Linked DNA regions of Mus musculus: region 2 is linked to region 1. The links are chromatin contacts, called in public HiChIP or PLAC-seq maps. All regions are on one chromosome and are shown on one strand. Each heading gives the region's core, a stretch centred on a gene start, on an enhancer-like site or on the middle of the called end of the contact. The rest is flanking DNA. Distances are from core to core; before and after follow the strand shown.

Region 1 (5,953 bases), core at 1,734-4,233:
CTATAAGAAAGCAGGCTGAGCAAGCAGGGAAAGCAAGCCAGTAAGCAGCACCCTCCATGGCCTCTGCATTAGCTCCTGCCTCCAGGATCCTGCCCTGTTAATTTCCTGTCAATGATGAACAATGTGGAGATATAAGCTGAATAAACCCTTTCCTCCCCAACTTGCTTTTTGGTCATGGTGTTTTGTCGCAGCAAAAGAAACCCTAAGACACAGGTATATGAAATTCGACCACCAGTTAAAGGGGAACCTTCATACCTTGGCAGAGAACTGGGCTAGGAGACTGGACCTGACACCCACCACAAAATTAGATTATAAAGAAGTCATCATTGATAGTCTAAGTAAAAGGTAAAAGTGTCTTCCATCTGGGCCAAAATTCTATCAGAGTCATTTTAGACCTGCTCCAAACAAAGAAATAAGAGATTGATCAAATAGCAGAAGTATGATCACTTTAGCTTGATGATAATGTAAAGAGAGAGCCTGATTCTTCTAGATTTGCTTTATATGTATGAATATATACCACATTCATGCTCGAGAATTTCCATTGTGTGGGTGCTAGAACTCAAACCTAGGTCCTCTGTAAGTACAGCAAGCACTCTCAACCCCTGAACCATCTCTTTAGCCCCAGTAACCAGACATTTTCTAACCTAATTTGGTCTCAGATAGCTCTAAGCAACTCTACTTTCTCCTAAAGCTACAAATGAGGTGATTTGAGGCCTCTCCACCAGCCTTCCTCACAGAGGGTCCTGGGCGGCCTTTCTGATGGTCATTGTTGTTTATTGGCTTTGCCCCTACTGCTTTCTGTCTTGTTATCCGCTCTTCTCCCCGTGTATAATCGACCTTCCTCACATGCAACGGTCAGCATGGTTCCATTATTGTCAAGTGCCCATCTTCCAGGTGAGCTGGAAAATGTTTTGTGACTAGTAAGTGCGTGACGGGGTGGGGGGGGGGGGTCGGGAGGTGAGGGTCGAGGGGAGAGAGACTTCTCACGTTTGTGTTGCCGGTGTCTCTAGGGTAAACACTTCTACTTCAGTGTTCCAATCTGCCACCATACTGATTGCATCGCTGACCTGACAGTGGAGAGACTCCTAAGCTCTTCTGCAAGCAGGTTGTGGCGCGTGACTAGTTCTGAAAGAGAGAGGCACCGCATTTGATGACGACAGGGTCCTTCCTACCCACTGACTTACAACCTAGGACAGTTTGCAATGGGGGACATTTGGGCATCTTTACCTGTGAGGTTCACATGGTCAGTCTTCCCCTTGCCGGTCAAGCCACACAGTCACCAGCGTCACACTTAGCATAGCTCCTCTCAGGTCGCCTGTGGGTGCCCTGAGCCCTCTGAGTGCACATCAGTGTTCGAGGGAGGATATGTCCCGTACTTCCCCCTTTGCAAATCTTCGTACTTGGCCTCTAGACCAGTGCAAATTACAGTGTTTAGTTAAGAGGATTATCTCACTTGACCACACACACACACACACACACACACACACACACGAGAACTCCCTTCTGGCCTGGAGCTTGCAACAATCTCTCCACTTCTGCCTTCCTAGTGCTGGCAGCATTGCAGGTCTCCATGACTAGCTTTCAAGGGATTCTCGAGCATTTGGTTGTTGTTAGCTTATTGGAAGCTTGCTCAGTTTTCCTATGTCTTTTCTGGGCCCTGCATACTTGGTGTGACATATATATATATATATATATATATATATATATATATATGTAAAAACGTACCCTTTGTCTACTATTAGAACCGTGTTTACTATCATGTGAAGTGTCTGTTGCACAGCAAAGGGATCTTTAAGGGCTGGTAACTCATAAAAGTACTGTCTCCCATCCAAGCGCCAACCAGGCCCAACTCTGCTTGGCTTCTGAGGTCAGATGGGAGCAGGTGCATTCAAGTGCTATGGCCATAGATGTAAATTGTGTTAAGAAAGATATGATGGTGACTTGTGAGAGACCTACCTCTATTTTTGACTGCCCCGCTACCTGAAGCAAATTAGTCAGGTTTAAGTCCCCCATGTTCAAATCAATGGTAGTAAGACAGCTATTGGTGTGTTAAAGACCCGGAGAATGAAAAGTGCCTAAACATTAAAAAATACTATGAGTAAATATATTTGTCAGGCATAGGGATTTTTCTAGAAAATAAGCATTTTGCATCGCTGGAGTCTTTTTTTTTCTTATCTCAAAGATTCTTGGAACGCCTACAGAACTTAAGATTTGACAACCAGTTTTACAAGAACCTTGTCCAATATTTTCTCACATTCAACAGTCGGCCAAATTCCGCATTAAGTAGAGGCAGACACTGTAAACACAGATTAGTATCATTTGCTGAGGCCCCTGTGGGATTTCCTTTAGGGGAAAAAGCAAAAACTGTGATAGAATAGCAGAGAACAAAGGGAAGAAAGAAAGCAACGCCACAAGCAACCCCATGCCTGCTCATCGCCAGGGTTTCTGATGTGACCCCAGCTGCTTCCACACAAGAGCTTCTTTGGTTTCTTTGTGGAAGACTGTTCTACCATGGGCAGAGGGGAGGGGCAAGGGGCGGGGCCTCCTCTTAGTACTTCAGAAGGAGACCAGCAGGTAGCCAGAGAAGTCTATGTCAAGACTGTTCTTCAGGCTGCTGAGGTAGCTCAGTTGGTAAAGTGCTTGCTGTCCAAGCAGGAAGGCCTGGGTTCACTCCCCTAAACTATGAAAAGATTGGGTTGGGCTGGGGTGAGCGTGGTTATTTGTAATCCCAGCCCTGGGATGTGGAGATAAGTGGATTTTGGCCAGCTTGAGTTGGTAAAATGAGAGACTGTTAGAAAGGTGCATGTGGGGTGGGGGGGGGGGGTTAGGTGGCACTTGAGAACTCAGGCTTTCACTTGTGCAACAGATGCGTCCCTGACCTAACCTTTGTGGTTCTCTAAATTAACACCCCACTGACTTAGTCAGGGTTACCACTGCCTGGATGAAACGCCATGATCAAAAGCACGGTGGGGAGGAATGGGTGTATTCAGCTATCACTTCCACATCGTAGAGCACCACTGAAGGAGGCCAGGGCTGGGATCCAGAGGCAGGAGCTATGCAGAAGCCATGGAGGGGTGGTGCTTCCTGCCTTGCTCCCCAAGGCTTGATCAACCTGCTTTCTGAAAATCCCATCTATAAGACCATCAGCCCACGGATGTGCTCTCCCCATCAGCTAAGAAAATGCCTTACAGCTGGATCTTACGGTGGGCTTGTCTCAACTGAGGTTCCCTCCTTTCAGATAGTTCTACCGTGTGTCAGGTTGACATAAAATTATCCAACACAGTTGACACCTTGTCAACTTGACACACGCCATCCCTGTTAAGCCAAAACCTTTCCTTTCTTGCTCATCCCCAAGATCACACATTAATAAAGACATCACGATATAAAACATTGTACAAACCTAAAAAGTCCCACAGCCTTGCAAATTAACACTTTAAAAGTTGTCTCTTTAAAAATACCCAGTCCATTTTAAAATTCTATTTTTCTGAAACCCAAATCTCTCTCTCTCTCCCTCTCTCTCCCTCTCTCTCTCTCTCTCTCTCTCTCTCTCTCTCTCTCTCTCTCTCTCTCTCTCTCTGGTTTAGTCTCTCAAATGTGGGCCACTGTAAAGTCAAAAATAAATCCAGTCCTTTGTTCCTTCAAGAGGGAAGAACCAGGGCACAGTCACAATCAAATGAAAGCAAAACCAAACTCCAACAGTATAAATAACTCGATGTCTAAGATTCACTCCAGATCTTCTGGGATCCTCCACGCAGCTTGGTCAGGTCTCCAGCTCTGCTGTCTGCAGAACACACAGCTTGTCCTCTTGGCCCCAGCTGATCCCCTAGATAACCAGAACCTCAGAGACAAGTGGCCCTGATAGAGTCTTTAGTCTCTGAAAGTTTACAAGCCTAGCCTCGTCTTCTGCACTGTCCTCGACGTTCTTGGAGTCTACGATCCTGCAGAACAACCCACTAAGCACTAGCACTCAATGGCTTTTCTTGCACAAAGTTCCAAAGTTCTTCCACAATCTTTCCCAAAACACAGTCATGTCTGTCACAGCAATCCCCTACTATGCTGGTACCGACTTGCACGATTTAGGGTTTCTATTGCTCCAATGATTAACCAAGACCAAAAGCAACTTGGGGAGGAAATTTGGTTTATTCTTCCATATCACTATTTATCATTGAAGGAAGTCAGGACAGGACCTCATACAGGGCAGGGACCTGTAGGCAGATGCTGATACAGAGGGCATGGAAGGGTGCTGCCCTCATGGCTTGCTCATGGCTTGGTCAGCCTGTTTTCTTACGGAACAGAACCACCAGCCCAGAGATGGCACCACTCACAATGGGCTAGATCCTCCCCAATCAATCACTAGTTAAGAAAATGACCTACAGCTGATCTTATAGAGGCATTTTCTCAATTGAAGTTTCCTTTCAATTGAGTTTCAATGACTCTCGCCTGTGACAAGATGATATGAAACTGTCTAGCACACTCACAAACATCCGATGTTTATAAACCTAAATGTGGAGCTGTGCTGCCATTTTGGAATGGCCGTTACAGCTTACAGCCAAGGTTCCTCCACACTGGAGGGAACCTTCAGCAAATAATTTGGGTTCATCCGTCCTCTCTGTCAGGCTCGGGGAAGAAGGAAAATTTCACATTTTTTCTAGCAAAAGTTAGGATGTGTGCTCACGAATAAAGGCACAAATAATTTCTTTTGCAGGATTCAAACTTCAAGCTCATTCTACCACACAGCATATGCCGCTCTCTCTACCATACGTATTTCTAGCACCCCCACCCCCACAGCCTTCTTACAAGGTTCCCTCCTTTCTTGTTTGACTCGTTGGCTTTTAAAAGCAGTAAAATATAGCAATTCCCCCGTCTTAGTTAGGGTTTTACTGCTGTGAACAGACCATGACCAAGGCAAGTCTTATAAGGACAACATTTAATTGGGGCTGGCTTACAGGTTCAGAGGTTCAGTCCATTATTATCAAGGTAGGAGCATGGCAGCATCCAGGCAGGCATGGTGCAGGAGGAGCTGAGAGTTCTACATCTTCGTCTGAAGGCTGCTAGCAGAATACTGGCTTCCAGGCAGCTAGGATGAGGTTCTTAAAGCCCATGCCCACAGTGACACACCTACTCCAACAGGGTCACACCTTCTAATAGTATCACTCCCTGGGCCAAGCATATACAAACCATGACAGCCCCACCCCCAGAAATAAGATTTTTTTCCCCCTCTTAAGGAAGCTAAGAAAATGAAAAAGCTGTCCATGGAATATGCTGTTAACACTAATAGGTAGATGTTTATTGGATAACCAATATGTTGACAAGAAATAATCTTCCCTCTTATGTGCATTAGAGACAAGGGCCTAAGTCCACAGATGACTCTGTGGGAGCCACAGAGACTGAGAAGTCCTGTGTGGAGAGTCACACTTGGGTTTAAGCACTGTCTTGTTACAGGTCTCAGGAGTAGATGTTCATACGTCACAAACCCTGCCACAGAGTGGCCTTAAAGTTGGTAGCTTATTTACACCATAGAAACAAGCTCTTGTTAGCAGTCAGGAATGCCCACCCTCCAGTCCTACTCCTAAGCCAATAGGTAAAGCCATTTGTCAGCACAACATTGATAATGGGGCATAAGGACTGAGCTATATTTCTTCAATAGTAATACTTGCTCCATCTAAAGAGATTATATTTATTCTTTTATGTTTTCTTTTTTGTGGTGCTCAGAATTGAACTCAGGACCTCGTGCAAGCCAGGTGAGAGCTTTGTCACCAAACTCTAACCCAGATCTAAGGAGGTACCTTTAAAGATCCCCAAATCTGAGAAGAGTCCAGTAAAAACAACTTCATTGAAAAGGATGTATTAGATGCAGAGGCATCAAGGCAAGCTGTCACAGGGGTGTTTGGATTGGTCAGAAAGGTGGGATGGCTACAGGGCCAGCATAAAAGGGAGAAGGGGGACCAATGGG
Region 2 (5,953 bases), core at 2,317-4,816, 110 kb after region 1:
CTTAAAAAAAAAAATAGGGAGCGCTTACGTTTCACCCTGGGCTCCAGACTGGAATGTTGGCTACTCCCAACAGAATAGCAAAAAATAGAGGCCTGTCCTATCTTGGGTGTCAGAGCGGGGAGGAGTTAGACATTGAAGCCCCAAATGCCCACTGAACTTCCCAACTTGGTTACGGTGCTGTAGTGACATCTGTCCTGGGCACTGCTCTGTACTCATTCCTGTAAGTCTGGGGATAGTTGTCATGGAAAGAGTAAACAGTTGAATATTCCATTTGGAGGGACTGAGGAACTGAAATTGGGAACAGTTTATGATGAAACCATCATAGAAGTCTATGCGGGTTTCTTTCTTTCTTTTTTTTAAAGACATATGCTTAGGTTTTTAACCATTAAAGGTATGGTTTTTGTTGGTTTTGGCTTCCTGATCACCATACGTTCTTTGAACCCCAAATCAGAATGTGTACTGTGGCAATATTGAGACCAATAATTTGATGTTGGAGCCAGCCTCAAAAGTGAGGGGATTGGAATTTGAAGGCCTGGACCACTTTAGTATGGGTCATATGTTCTAACTTTCTTTCATTTTCTAATTCTTTCCATCTGCATTGATTGTGCCCAGTTATCATTAGTGACTTATTTTAGTAACTTAAGGGAAAGTTGTCTATGCTCTACTTAGTGTCGATTTAACTTACTCTCCAGACATGGGAGTGCTTATTTTTGTTTGCCTTACCTCATCCAGGAGCTTGTAGATCAAGCACCTTATTCGAGTTTCTGTTCTTTGCAGGATTAGGACTTTTAGCATTTCATCTCTCTACTGTGGTATTTCTATAAGAAAACTCCGAGTTTTCCCGTCAGGAAAGCACCAGTGGCCTCTCTGAGGAGAAAGCCAGTGTTGCTTTTCCAGGAGTATTACCTGTGCAGAATGGCAGGTGATGGAGAAGGAAAGAGCATTTCTGTAAGCCAGCTCTTATTCCACAGAGATATGTGATAGTCTCTGTGTTACACATCTGGGAGCTGGTGTTCCAAGAGCTTAATGAAAATTTATCTTGGGACTGGAGAAATGGTTAGTGTGTTTGTTGGCCTTGCAGAAGACTGGAGTTGCATTCCTAGTACCAGATCAGGATGCAGTGAGTTAGTTGTAATTACTCACAACTCAGTCTTCTGGTTCCACAAGCACCCAAAGAGGGGTGTGTGTGTGGGTGGGGGGTGGGGAGAGAGGGAGAGAGGTGGGGTATGAGAGAATGAGAGAACACATGCACACACATGAGCCCTTGTGTGTGTGTACACAGAGTAAAGAAAATCTTTAAAAATAAAATTTACCTCTGTATGAAGGTGGGAACAGGAAATTGTACATAGCATTCACTTCAAGCATTTTAAAGTCGGACGGCCGAGCAAAATCAGCCTTTTAAGTTAGCAATAGAAAGTGACAGGGGGGGTGGTTTCCTGGCAGGCTCAGTGTAGTGGTCTTCCCAGGTGTGCTGGCTCATACCTGTGATTTCAGCAATCAAGAAGCTAAGGCAGGAGGATTATCATCAATTAAAGAGTGTTAGGCCACTCTGAGCTACTGTTTACTTTGTCTAAAAACAAACCCAAAACCAAAAGAAAACCCAAGACCAAACAACCCTCCCCTAAACAAAACAGAACAAAAACCAAAAATCCTCAAATACCAAAACCTGCTTTTCCTCCCAAAACAGTGGTTCTCCAGCTTGATTGTATACCAGAATCTCACATAGAATACTTGTAAGAGTTGGGCACACTTACAGAACGTCTGATTTAGTAGGTCTTGATGGAAAGTGAAATTTTCATTTCTGAGAGGATCCCAGATGACCACATTTTGAGAATCACTGGTGTAATAAAGTATCTGTAGGAATTGAATTAGAGGTTATGCTGTTTGTTAGAATTGGTGATGAGGTTATTAAGATACAGAGTAGCAAATTGTTAGCTTCTGTTTTCTTAAATGGCTTAGTTATATCTGGGTCCATTAGCCTCTGTCTTGAGGAGGCATGCAGGTCAGGTGCTGCCACACTGCACTTAAGGCTGCAGAGAGAAGACATAAGGGAGAGTTCTGTGAGAACAGGAAACGTGAAACACAGTTTCGTACTGTAGAGATGGAGTGGCACACCTCAGTGGCCTGCTTTTTTCCTGATTTAAACTGGGCTTTTCTGTTGTAATCCACAGGAGGGAAGCATATATCATTGGCTGACTCTTCAAATTTCCTTTCTGAGAGGTTTTGAAAGAAAGCTAGAGCAGGAGAAATAGAATTTTTGAGTAGAAAGAAAATTGTAGGGACTGGAGGTGGCCCTGTTAAGAGGCTGCCAGCATCGCACAAGCAGCTCCAGGGAGCCGAGGTGCCGGGGTGCCTTCTCTCTCACACTAGAGAGACACACGTGAGATCCAAGCAGAGGAAGACATCTTAGCACTCTCACATTACAAATAAGATTATTTCATTTTATTGCTAGTGGCTTGGTGAGTTGAGTATGAATACAGACAAAAAACATTTTGTTGTCTTAGTTTTCTTTTTCTCTTGACCTATATCACATTTCCTGTTCTCATAGAACTTTCCCTTATGTCTTCTCTCTCCAGCCATAAGTGCAGTGTGGCACCACCTGACCTGCATGTGTCCTCAAAACTAAGGTCAATGAACCCAGTTATAACTAACCACCACCCCACCCCCAGGGTCACACTGTGCAGCCTTGTCTGCCCTGGAACTCACTGTGTAGACCAGGCTGGCCTCTAACTCTGCCTCTGCTGGGATTAAAGGTGTGTGCCACCTTGGTAGACTGGGAACCAGTTTTTAAAATTTTTTTATTTTTTTATTTTTATTTTTTTAATAGTATGTATTTTAATAGCAAACTTACAGGAACAGCACAGAAGACAGACAACATTAAAAGCCCTTATTTGCATGAGGACATCTCAGAAAAGGATAGTGAGTGGTGGAATCTACTGGGTGCTAACAATGCTACAGACACTGTTTATTGCCACCAACAAGGAATTTAATTAATTTTTTAAAAAATCCAAATGCTGGCATTGTCCAGAAAATGTTAACATGTTTATTTATAATTGCTATGAAGTTGAAATGTGTTCACTGGAACAGTTTGCTTGCATTAATGCTTTCCATCTTGCATTTATATTAAAAATTCACACACAAATAAACATGGAAAAACGCCAATACCCGATGCTGTCCCCTATGTTTCCACTCGCAATCATATACTTAGGTACCTTTGACCCCATTGGGGTTGGGGTGGGGAACTACTGACAACAACAACAAGAAGAAAAACAATTTCTTGAGAATGAAATGTTTCCCCTCATAGTGACTCTTAAGCATGTTCTCCGCGTGTGTGGCGGGCTAGCTGGATATCTTTTGGCATAATTGCTGCATGTTTGGTGTGGATAGCACAGTTTGGTCCTTTCAGAAGGGCCAACCAGCTAGGCCTCACTTGCCTCCTGCAAATCACCAGTAGTCGCACGCTGGAAGCGCAGGTCTGTTTTGAAGTCCTGAGCACTTTCTCGCACCAGACGCTAACAGGGGAGCCTGTGAGTCAGAAGCTCAGTGGCCTTCTGAGAGCGTCTGCTGTGCCACCGTACCAGGCCTGTAACGCTGTACCATGAGGTTTCTTCACCCCTCTAGTAGAGGGTGCACTCTGTGGCGAGGCTTTTGTAGCCAGTTGTTTCCTCAGTGCTTTAGCACCGGTGGATCTGCAGGCCTTGTGTGTTTTGTCTGCTTTACTGGAGCCACCCACGGTTTGGACACCTCCTTCCCCTGTACTGTGGCTGGCCAGAGCTCAGCAAGCAAGAGGCAGCGCTGTTAGAGAGCTGTGTGCATCGGACACCAGGAAGCCAGTTTTTAATTCACTGAATAAATATATGATTAAACCATATATTTTGGCCATCATGGGAAAAGATTTGAAAGTCTTTGCAAACAAAAGGTTGTAATAGATTTTATTTAAACCGATAAATTAACAGTATATTTGACCTTTTGTATGATTTCTTTGGTATTAGTTAAATATGAAGAGAAAAATTTAAATGCATGATTTTAATAGTTTATATAATCAGATGGTCAGATAACTTCCTAAAATTATTTTGAACTGTTTCGCAAGGTAGATTATAAGGTTAGCAGCAGTGTCAGCGTTTAGCTCATCCCACCAGCTGGCGTTGGCTGAGAGGATGCATGGGATTGCAGTTGCCTCCATTCTGTGGGGCAGACTTGCTCTAAGATGAGATGCCCTGGAGCAAGTAGGTTTTATTTTCCCATGTGAAGTTTTTTGTTTGTTTGTTTGTTTTTGTTTTGTTTTGTTTGTTTTTGAGACAGGGTTTCTCTGTGTAGGCCTGGCTGTCCTGGAACTCACTCTGTAGACCAGGCTGGCCACGAACTCAGAAATTCACCTGCTTCTGCCTCCCAAATGCTGGGATTAAAGGCTGGCACCACCAAACCCGGCCTCCCATGTGAAGTTAATGGTGATTCAGTTCAGTTTCTATTGTCATGATCTTTTAACTATTTGGGGTGTGTGTGTGTGTGTGTGTGTGTGTGTGTGTGTGTGGTGTTGAGACAGGGTCTCACTCTTTAGCCCAGGCTAGTCTGGATGGACTCTGGAATTTGATATGCATATCAGGATTGGCTCAGGCTTGTGGTGGTCCTCTCCCCTCCGCCTTCTGAGTATTGGCATTACAGGCTTGCCCCACTACACCTGCTTTCTTTGGATTTATTAATGAACAGTTTAACTTTGTTTACATAGAAATTCCCTGGAACCCAATCACCTGCCCTTCATAACTCAATTCTTTATTTTTTCAATCTTAGCTTTATTTGCTTTCTGTATCTTTAGAAACTAGCTCTTTTAACATTGCTAAATATGATGAGCTAGTTGCTTGGAGTCTTGGAATATAAGAAAAGACTCATGTGTCAGCTAAGGTTAAGCTATATGGTGCTGTGGTGAGGTATACAAAATAAATATGTTGAGGCTAGAGAGAAGGCTTAGAGGTTAAGAGCACTGACTGCTTTTCCAAAGGTCCTGAGTTCAATTCCCAGCAACCACATGGTGGCTCACAACCATCTGTAATGGGATCTGACGCCCTCTTCTGGTGTGTCAGAAGACAGCTACAGTGTATCCATATAAATAAAATAAAGTCTTAAAAAAATAACTGTGTTACCTTAGAGTTGACAAAACAGGGACCATAAGACAGGCTTTGGGGAACCATCCTTACCTTTTATCTGTTTTCTTCAAGCTTAGGGGGCCATCACGACAACCATGTTATTACAAACACATTCTTATGTTTTTCTGCTCTTGTATTCTTTGGCTTTCCTTACCCAGCAGATCCCCAAGCCCAGTAAATTTAAGTTTGTTTTATGTACCTAAAGGATAAACACAGATGGAGAAAACCAGCCTGATTGTTAGTCTCCTTTTAAGCCCCTGAGCCTCAATCTCAACTGCACACTCAGTGTTGCTTGTACTCTAATTCTTCAGTCTGCCTGTTCTTGAAAAATCAGTGACTTTAAACCTTGCCCTGAAATATCCAAGTCCAGCTTAAGTTTAATTCCCTTTCTCTTACTCCCTCACCTCCCCCCCCCAACCCCCCACACACACACACAGGATTTCATTGTGTTGCCTTGGCTGTCCTGGAGCTCTGTAGACCAGGCTGCCTCTCTGACTCCGGAGTGCTGGGATTAAAGTTGTGGGTTACCACCAACTGGCTTTATTCATTCTTAACAACAACAACAACAACAACAACAACAACAACTGAGTTGGAGGAGGTTGAGGGCAGGGCAGAGTTGGGCTGTGTGTTAGCACAGTGTGTGGAGGCCGGATGAAAACTTGCAGGAGCTGGGTCTCTTGCTCCATCATGTGGTATGGGGTCCAGGGATTAAGTTCAAGTCCACCAGGCTTGGTGGCAAAGTGCCTTTAGTCACAGAGCCAGCCTGAAGGCTGGCCTCCACTTAAGTCATTCTAAGATGGTGTCTTTGTTGA

The links. HiChIP or PLAC-seq counts read pairs in DNA pulled down with a chosen protein or histone mark.
Region 2: a BATF HiChIP or PLAC-seq map of CD8 T cells shows a contact between it and region 1, with 11 read pairs. The contact joins two enhancer-like sites. A contact is called at or near these places in 3 of 39 promoter capture datasets (the HPC-7 cell line, HPC-7-derived erythroid cells and pre-B cells), 3 of 15 datasets of contacts at CTCF or cohesin (CD8 T cells, pro-B cells and thymocytes), 9 of 484 Hi-C or Micro-C datasets (the AML12 cell line, B cells, CD4 T cells and 5 more), 4 of 115 datasets of contacts at active chromatin or transcription factors (CD8 T cells, effector CD8 T cells, embryonic forebrain and 1 more) and 2 of 9 other capture datasets (adipose tissue and liver).

Annotation. Positions count from the first base shown.
Region 1 is chr14:118,825,123-118,831,075 of GRCm38.p6, forward strand. It overlaps a transcript of Cldn10 not described here. Among named protein-coding and RNA genes, the nearest start is that of Gm32382, 7.9 kb to the left of the region's middle. Within about 2 kb of position 2,984, at least 20 of the 459 cell types and tissues checked have an H3K27ac peak or open chromatin away from gene starts, as enhancers often do. A contact at or near this core is called in CD8 T cells, where this site is marked.
Region 2 is chr14:118,938,660-118,944,612 of GRCm38.p6, forward strand. The region is part of intron 1 of Dnajc3 (DnaJ heat shock protein family (Hsp40) member C3); the gene reads left to right. Among named protein-coding and RNA genes, the nearest start is that of Dnajc3, 3.7 kb to the left of the region's middle. Within about 2 kb of position 3,567, at least 34 of the 459 cell types and tissues checked have an H3K27ac peak or open chromatin away from gene starts, as enhancers often do. A contact at or near this core is called in CD8 T cells, where this site is marked.